Linked DNA regions of Zea mays: all the other regions are linked to region 1. The links are chromatin contacts, called in public Hi-C maps. All regions are on one chromosome and are shown on one strand. The core of a region is the stretch at or near the end of the contact, and the rest is flanking DNA. Distances in the headings are between cores, read along the strand shown. Region 1 has its middle 13 kb from the start of LOC103636803. Region 2 holds the start of LOC103634893. Region 3 overlaps LOC103634893.

The links. Hi-C and Micro-C count contacts between places; a contact is called where the count stands out from the background.
Region 2: a Hi-C map of ear shows a contact between it and region 1, with 2.1 times the contacts expected there. The contact joins the promoter of LOC103634893 here to the enhancer-like site in region 1. A contact is called at or near these places in 6 of 25 Hi-C or Micro-C datasets (bundle sheath, ear, leaf and 2 more).
Region 3: a Hi-C map of ear shows a contact between it and region 1, with 5 times the contacts expected there. The contact joins two enhancer-like sites. A contact is called at or near these places in 8 of 25 Hi-C or Micro-C datasets (bundle sheath, ear, leaf and 3 more).

The regions. Positions count from the first base shown.
Region 1 is chr8:19,880,729-19,883,394 of Zm-B73-REFERENCE-NAM-5.0, forward strand. No RefSeq gene overlaps it. Among protein-coding and RNA genes, the nearest start is that of LOC103636803, 13 kb to the right of the region's middle. Within about 2 kb of position 1,308, at least 13 of the 20 cell types and tissues checked have an H3K27ac peak or open chromatin away from gene starts, as enhancers often do. A contact at or near this core is called in bundle sheath, ear, leaf and 1 more, where this site is marked.
Region 2 is chr8:20,183,220-20,185,885 of Zm-B73-REFERENCE-NAM-5.0, forward strand. It overlaps LOC103634893, which reads right to left and starts at 1,317. Exons shown (of 22, transcript XM_008657469.3): 1 at 247-1,317. The coding sequence starts at 1,286.
Region 3 is chr8:20,165,400-20,168,065 of Zm-B73-REFERENCE-NAM-5.0, forward strand. LOC103634893 reads right to left here. Exons shown (of 22, transcript XM_008657469.3): 20 at 2,442-2,666; 21 at 2,225-2,307; 22 at 1,527-2,141. The coding sequence ends at 1,994. Among protein-coding and RNA genes, the nearest start is that of LOC103634893, 18 kb to the right of the region's middle. Within about 2 kb of position 1,367, at least 17 of the 20 cell types and tissues checked have an H3K27ac peak or open chromatin away from gene starts, as enhancers often do. A contact at or near this core is called in bundle sheath, ear and leaf, where this site is marked.

The DNA.
Region 1 (2,666 bases), core at 58-2,557:
ACTATGATTGTCAGCTCCAAACATACATGCATACTTATATAGCACTACCGGAATTCGCGCCTTTGCCGAGTGCCGGTGGCTTTGCCGAGTGCTTTTTATCCGTCACCGTTACTTGGCGTCGTGACGGTGACTTTTCTTTGCCGAGTGCCGTTTGGCACTCGGCAAAGTCTTTGCCGAGTGCCCGGCAAATAGTACTCGGCAAAGAGGCTGTTGCCGATGTACAGTTCACCGAGCGTTCTTTGCCGAGTGTTACACTCGGCAAAGCATTTGCCGAGTGTAAATTTGCCTTTGCCGTGTGTCTGAGACACACGGTAAAGGAGCTGATTCCGGTAGTGTAGCCAATATAACACACATGTTTTTTTATATTTTATACTATATACTCAAGCATAATATAGATTTTTTATGAAAAAATAAAATCGGGTCTAGCCCATCGCGCCACACCTAAGGGCCAGGCACGACACGATGACCAGGTTGGATTGCACATGCCCGTTGGACAATGGGTCTGGCTAGGCTAAACCGCGTCGAGCCAAGAGCCACCTAGCTGGCTCGCCTCATTTTGACATCTATACTCGTACACCAATGATGTGGCATAGACAGTCAGCGACGCAAAACAAGACGATGGGCCGTGTAGGCAGGGGCGCAGGGCTACTAGGTGTCAACACATCATAGTTGTCAGGCCATCAATTAAGGTACATGGATTTTTGACTTGGTAAAATTTTGGATTAGTTAGGTTCGATTTAAGATTATAGTTGTTTGATTGAGGGGGAGAGTAGCGTCGGTGTGAGCACCGTCGTACCTCATGCCTGCAAGGCCTAATATCGCGAGGATGTGAGGAGGACCCCGCCACCACCATCCTGACAAGCCGTTCGGAACTTTTGACTGCTTACTCTGGTGATGGCAAGATAGAGAGGAGGGAGAAAGAGACGACAACCTCTAGGGTTTGATGTTGCATGAGCCACCTCATGGCATGAGATAAAGCGAGAAATTGAAATTATAGTTTATCACTCAGTATATGAAATATATTTAAGCATCTTATATGGTAGATGTCTTGAGATCGGGCATAACAACCAGTTCAAATATGGGGTAAAATCGTTGTAAAGGTTTATAATATCTTTAAACAGCTATTCTACTTAATACTCACGGACACCTCATCAACCAGTGTCTTTGCTAATGTATAAATAATTTTATTTTCAATTTGTGACGCCCCCACGGCAAAAAAAAAAGAAGCGTAGGGCACATGTTGGGCCTAAACCCAACAAAAGCCCAGGCGTGCGTTGGGCCACATTTCGATGGCCGAGAGCGCGTGGAGTGCTTTCCTTCAAGAACAACAGAGAAGAAAAACTTAACGAGGAGAGACGGCGGTAGTAGAGAGAGTCATCGTATATCATTCATTCGTTTCGCAGTTCGCCTTTCAGAATTTCTACGCGCGATTTGTCTCCCAGCTCGAACTGCATGCTGCAGGAGACTGATAACTCCAGGCGCAACGAGGACGAGGACGAGGACTGCAAATATATAGGAATTTCTTGGGATTCCAGGGCCGTTCAAATTTCCGATCCCAACATCGGACAAACGCAAGCCGGTGCTGTCGGCTGTCGCGCTTCTAGCTAGCTAGCGGGCGGGCGGGTATATATACGGCTGGTCAACTGTGTTAGAAATCTCAACGGAATTAACGGCGAGCTGATCAGCTCGGCATCGACAAAGTTAGGCCCGGCGGACACCGGGCCACGGCTGCCTAAACGCTGGTGGACCATTTTATTAGCCCGTGTCCTCATCGGGAAGAAAACGGAGGGAGAGCCAAGGTACTGACAGACAGCGACAGGATCCAAACACCGTCCATGCGTTTTGGACACTAGCTAGCCGCGCTCAAAGTCTGGCCGGATTACCCATGATTTCGGTTTCAGAGTGGTTCTGAGAACAATCGCGTTTTCGTTCCGAGAATATTTACGTTTTCACAATCGACACGTAGAATTGGAACAGAAAAAAGGTTTATACGGTTGAAATGTAAAATTGGAACAAAAAAGAAGGGTGTTATTATGGAGTTGGAACTTGGAACGGTCGGCTCGGTTATGCCGAGTTATCCTTACGCAACTCATGTTAATTATTAGACTATATTTAATATTTATGACTGGCATTTAAATATTTAATGTGGCACAAAATAAACTTTAGTCGGGAAGCCAGCACTCGTTAATTTCCCCGTTCCCCGTTCGCTTCGGAGAACATGGCAGCCAAGGATACGACTACCAGTGTCCCTGTTGCGATTACGGAATGATGACAGCAGTCGGCAGAACCAGCGGAGCGAGCTTGCCGTATACAGAACGTACAGTTCGTAGTCAGTTTCATTTTTCTTTTCCCAAACAAATATCGAAGCGCCATACAAAGTTGCCAAGTCGGCTTAAACTTCGTCTAAAAAATGTAATCAGGCGCGCAATTTTAGATTAGCGGAAGGAAGGGTGAAAAGTTAATGTAAAAAATGAAGATTTGGTCTGTTGTTCTTTGGTCTATTCGAGGCGACGCTTTAATTTGTCGCTATATAAGAAGGAGCAAATGCAACTATGCAAGCCAGCCATTCGCGTCCGTTGCGACTTGCGAGAGCTCGGTCTCGTTCACTCAGCTAGTCACTAGTCAGCTAGCTCATTGAGCGGGGGAAGAGGCTCGGGGTCCGGTCC
Region 2 (2,666 bases), core at 67-2,566, 300 kb after region 1:
GCCATCCAGGTGCCAAGAATGCATATTATGGCTAGTTCATTTAAACTGCAGGGACCTATCAATTTGTTCGGCTGAACTTCAGTTGGTAAATGTTTTCCAAAGTCCAACTTAATCCCACTATCTTTCTATCGGTAACTGTTTTCCAAATTCTACTTAATTAACTAAGCTTGTGTTCTCATCTCAGTAGTCAGTTCACTTGGTATAAGGAAAGCGGAACAGAATTAAAATCACTCCACAAACACTCACATCGATGCAGCCCTTATAAAGATGCTTCCCCCAGAACCACCTCCACCCTTCTCATTGCTATCCCCACCGTCGGCGAGCACTGTGCCATTCATGACCAGATCATCAGCAAACAGCCACACGATGCCACCACCGGCACCACCGTAGTCCTTCTCAACACTGGTCGAGCCCCCTTTGCTCCCGTAGCTCCAAGGGTGTTCGAGGTCAGACCATGCATAGGCATCACCACCCCATGAATCCTCCTGAGTCTGCCCTTCCTTGACGAAGCAGCTGGCGCCACGGCCACCGTGCCCGCCACCGTCGCCGTGCGTCCCTGTGGGAACGCCACTGGTCCGGTCAGGGGGGGCGCCAGCGAGCGCGGTGGTGTTCACAACGACCGTGTCGGCGACTGTGATGTTGGTGGCAACCAACGAGACCCTGCCGGCTCTGACGCGCACGCCGCGGCTGAGGTGCACCTCGCCGGAGAGATTGGCAGATATAACGCACCCGACCTTCTCGCAGGTCAGGGAGGCGCCAGAGAGGAGCACGAGGCTGCCGTTCCCCGTGATGTAGATATCGTCGCCCAGTTCCACCTCCTCGAAGACCTCGCAGTGCGTGCGGAAGTCCCCCTTCCCGTGGAGGTCTCCCTCACAGGTCGCCGTCGACGACGCCGGGTCCGGGGGCGGGAGTGGGGGCGACGGCGGCGAGTAGTCGTGCCACGTCAGGATCGAGTACGGGTCCGGCTCAGCCCGATCTGACGCCTCCGCCCCGCCGGCGCGGACAAGGACGGCGTTTCCGAGGACAGCGCCGAGCAGCAGCAAGAGTCGGAGATTGAAGAGGGGGGAGAGATGGCAGGCCATGAACTGGGGCTCATCAGAGTCCAGGCTGTTGGGGTTGGTAGTACAGTACAGGTTCCGGACACCGCGCTTGTAGTGGCTGGCCGCCGGCGATGGCGGCGGGGGGCGTGCGTTCCGGGCTGGGTTTGGTATCGATTTGGGTTTAGCTATTTTTCCCCTTCTGATTTTGCTCCGTTTCTCTCCCGCAGTTTGATGATGCAGTTGCATTTTGGAAGGGAAGAGTGTGGAGGGAGAAGGCTGTTGCGCCGTTGGATTTGCCTCTAGATTCGTAAATTAGGTGCGGGGTTCGCTGGCGGTTGTGGACTATGGCAGCGACAAGTGGAGCACGAGGGTCGGTTTTGTCACTTGTATGTGTGTTTCTGAAAATAATCCTATTTAGGTGCTTCAGCTTCATAAAATTTTGTAAAGTTAATGAAACATATCATTACAAGCTTAAACAATCGTAAAGCTAAAGTTACAAACGTTTAGAAAATATTTAGATAAATCAATTTATTTCTTATTTAGATTAAATATATATTTTAAAATTATTTAAATTTATATTATACATTGCAGCTTCACGATGAAGCTGAAATCTAGAGTAGTGCCAAACATCCTTCTAGTCAGAGATTTTTTAAAAAAAAATAAGTATGATTTGCCGTTTTTCTAGTTCACACCGAGCAAAATCTATTTCAGCAATAAACAGGAGAATTCTCATCAAACAATTGTAGGGTCAAAGACAAACTATAACTGAAAATTTTGGAATTAATTTCTCTTTGAATTTTTTTCGAGAGATCAATGCTCTACCTGACATGGCCAGACGCCCAGACTAGTATATAATATATCCGCAGCAGTGTGATACCCAAAAATGCAAAGACTCGTGTATGGATATGTCTTAATGAAAAATAATATCCTTTTAGTTTTTATTGGTATATGTAAGAATTTCTAGAAACTGCAAGAGGGGTGAAAGAAGCTCTAAAATTTCTAAGGCTCTCGCAAAAGGGGAAATAGAAAAAATGAAGTCCGGTGACAAGTTTTGCCAAACTACAAAATAAATATATATATATATATTACGTGCTAAATATTTGAAAACAGAAGCAAGTAAGTTTCGCTCATATGATTTTTGCAAATTGTATTTGCTGCTAAGACGGAGAACGGATCGATGCTAATTAAAATGACAAAAGTGCATAGAGGAGCTTTTTTGAAAAGGAAAAGGGGACCGAGACTAGCAGTTATTGGATTGTCCAGGAACCTTATCGAGTAAGTCATCCAAAAAAGGACACCATGTCTTTTGCTGTGAAAGAGCCATGTCTTGTAGTGGAGTCACAGCTTATCCATTTCTTTATTTGAGGTGCGTATTGATGTACAATGCATTTTTGTTTGACGTGTGGAGGTTGAAAATCTGCTATCCCTCTCGCCTTTTAAATTTTTATCCTGGCACATAAAATGCATATTTTTCTTTCTAACTTCCACGAGCCAATGGCACGAAAAGGTTAAGAGCGTTTGTTTGGGATTATAAACTAGCTAGATTATATATTTCAAAATAAATTAGATTATATAATATGAATTTTAGTTTAAAATAAATTAGATTATATAATCTGAGTACCTAAT
Region 3 (2,666 bases), core at 117-2,616, 280 kb after region 1:
TCAGGCCAGGCGATGGTGTTGCTCGATGCGCTGCTAGGTGCCAGAGTGCGAGCGGCCAGCGCGCTCCTACGGTCCTTCACTCCTTCTGCTGTTCTGCATCGTCCACTATTGTTCATTCGTGCTCTAGCGGCTGCGCAGCCGTGGATCTTGCTTTGTCCGTGGTTCGTCCTATCACTCTGTGTCTTTCTCTAAAATAAATCCATCAAATCATAAGGTAACATTATACATATGCATTGTATATTTAATTGTCTAACTTTGTTAATAAAATAAGATATTGATTATTTTATTCATCTCGTATGCATGCATATTAAATATTAATATTTCAAGATCTAATTATTGGTGTTATGTCTTATGCCAATCGATCTAGAAAATATGATTCTGGTTATCAAAAACGTAAGAGAAAATAAAGAATAGAGGATTTAACTCAGTCTTATAAGGGAGCTATGAATAGAGAAAACAAAGAATTTTTAGTGATTTTGTAAAAAAGGGTCTCTATTCAATAATCTGTACGGGCCCCCGCTTTTTGCCGGCACGGCCCTGATTACTGATCATTACCAACTTCGTGAGGTACCCTGCTGCTGCACTGTGTGTGTGCGTGCGCGTATCCAAGCTCCGGGCGCACACATCTGCTGCAGCTGCACTATCGTGAGGCGGTGTGGTGCATGTGAAAAGGGCCAAAGCCCCAGTGCATTGCATGCATGCATATCTCTCTTGCTGAACACCACGGCACGAGGGTCATGCGTAGTTATTAGAATCCAACCGGACATGGAAATGATATTTTTTTATTCACTGGACCGGTTAAACCTTCGGTTCAATTATATCTTGGACCGATTAACTTAGACCGGCCACAAATACTTTGAATCAGTGTGTATATATACAATTTAGTTGTACTGCATATAACATAAGCTTCTATCCTATCTTCTATTTCAATTTCTTAAGTTCTACTATATAAATCTGACTATAAATCTGACCATATACACGATCTGGCTATCTCTAGCAGTTTCTTGTATTTCAAATTCTTAAGTTCTACTCTATAAATCTGACCGTATACACCATCCGATGGCTATAGCTTACATCCCATCTCTCGTCTTCTCCCTATTAGATTTGGATGCCTGTGGTCCATCTGTCCCTACCTGCAGTACACACTGATTGAGTGGCCGACGGGCAAAATTTTTATTTTCCGGTTCGGAAGACATAATACTGTTGTCAAACCACACATGTTACCGTCCATCAAAGCAGACAACTTGGATCTAGGATTGTAAAATTTTACAGATCCGTAATTTACGGTGGTTTTAGACTTAAAACCAGTTCCAAACAGCCCCTAAAGTTGTCCATCCATCGTCGAGGACATTCTCTGCCGAGTACATAGCACCCGGTTTTGTTTAGGTGACCCACTTAGCCATCCATCCACCACTACAGGTCTGCAAGTGACACAGCGTCAGATATGTCAGAAGGTTTTTGCATCCCTCGATGAATTGCAAAGCTGCAAACGGCACATCACCCAGACCACACCGATTTCTCACAGCTTTACCAGCCTTGCTGTCAGCGAAGACCATGGAACATGTTAATAATATAATTGTTTTACCCATCTGATCGCATACAACAAGAGGCGTTTGCATCTCGATGACTTGAGTTGCCCCTCTGCCCATCTCAACAAACATCAAGGGCCAGGGCATGGTAGCAAAAGAACAACAAATCCACATCCCCCCATGTCTCTTTAGGTTAGCTTTCACATTGCTTATAAACAAACTCTATGGTGTCTAAATCCTACAAAGAATGGATCAAGAACACCTTTTATATATACAACAGAACACCGTTTGCAACTGCACATGATCAGCGGGGGATGCGGAAGTACGCATCTATATAACCTCTGTAGTTCCTTCTTTTGCCTGGTCAATAAAGAAAGGCCTTTGCCCGCACTCTTCCTTTTATCAACTCCCAAAAAATCGAGTTGTAAAAAGCTTCCCAGAAGGACCCTCAGTTACAACAGGGGTCATGACTGCCAAAATATGTTTGGGTCATTGCTATATACCGCACGGTCTTGAATCTCTAAATTAGCAACGTGCCAATCAACAAGCCTTGCTTGAATGCATTTCAACAGCATGAGTCCGGTTGGGAAGAGCCACCAACCGCTTTCATCCCTGGAAAGATTTCATGGCAAGTGGCTTAACTGCATATAACTTTTAGAAGATGCTAGTGAACAGCCGACAGAAATTATGCTTACGTTCCCAGGTTCCAGGGCTGCACGCTCGGGTGTGTTTTGGTTGATAACTTATAATGTACAAAACCACATATGAAAGCCACAACCTAGATATTAACAAGCACAGGAAGGTTATAGAGGCGCAACACTTGATAGAAAAAAAAAACTCATTCAATTGCAGCCATTACGTGTGATAGATACCGATATAACATTGAAATGTAGGTGGGTGAAGAATACTTACAACATTGACCAGTGAAGTTATGTTCCACAATGCATACACACGAGCAAGGCCTGCTGACCGCCTCGGTCCATGACTAAATAGAGCATTTATACCGGCAGGAAAAGGCGACAAAATCCCAAGCGGTAGAATAAACAAAACCAAGAGAACATCGACCATAGAATATGAATACAGCTGGAGAAAAGTAAGCAAAACTAAGCTGAAATCTGCAAGAAGCAGTATTGAGAT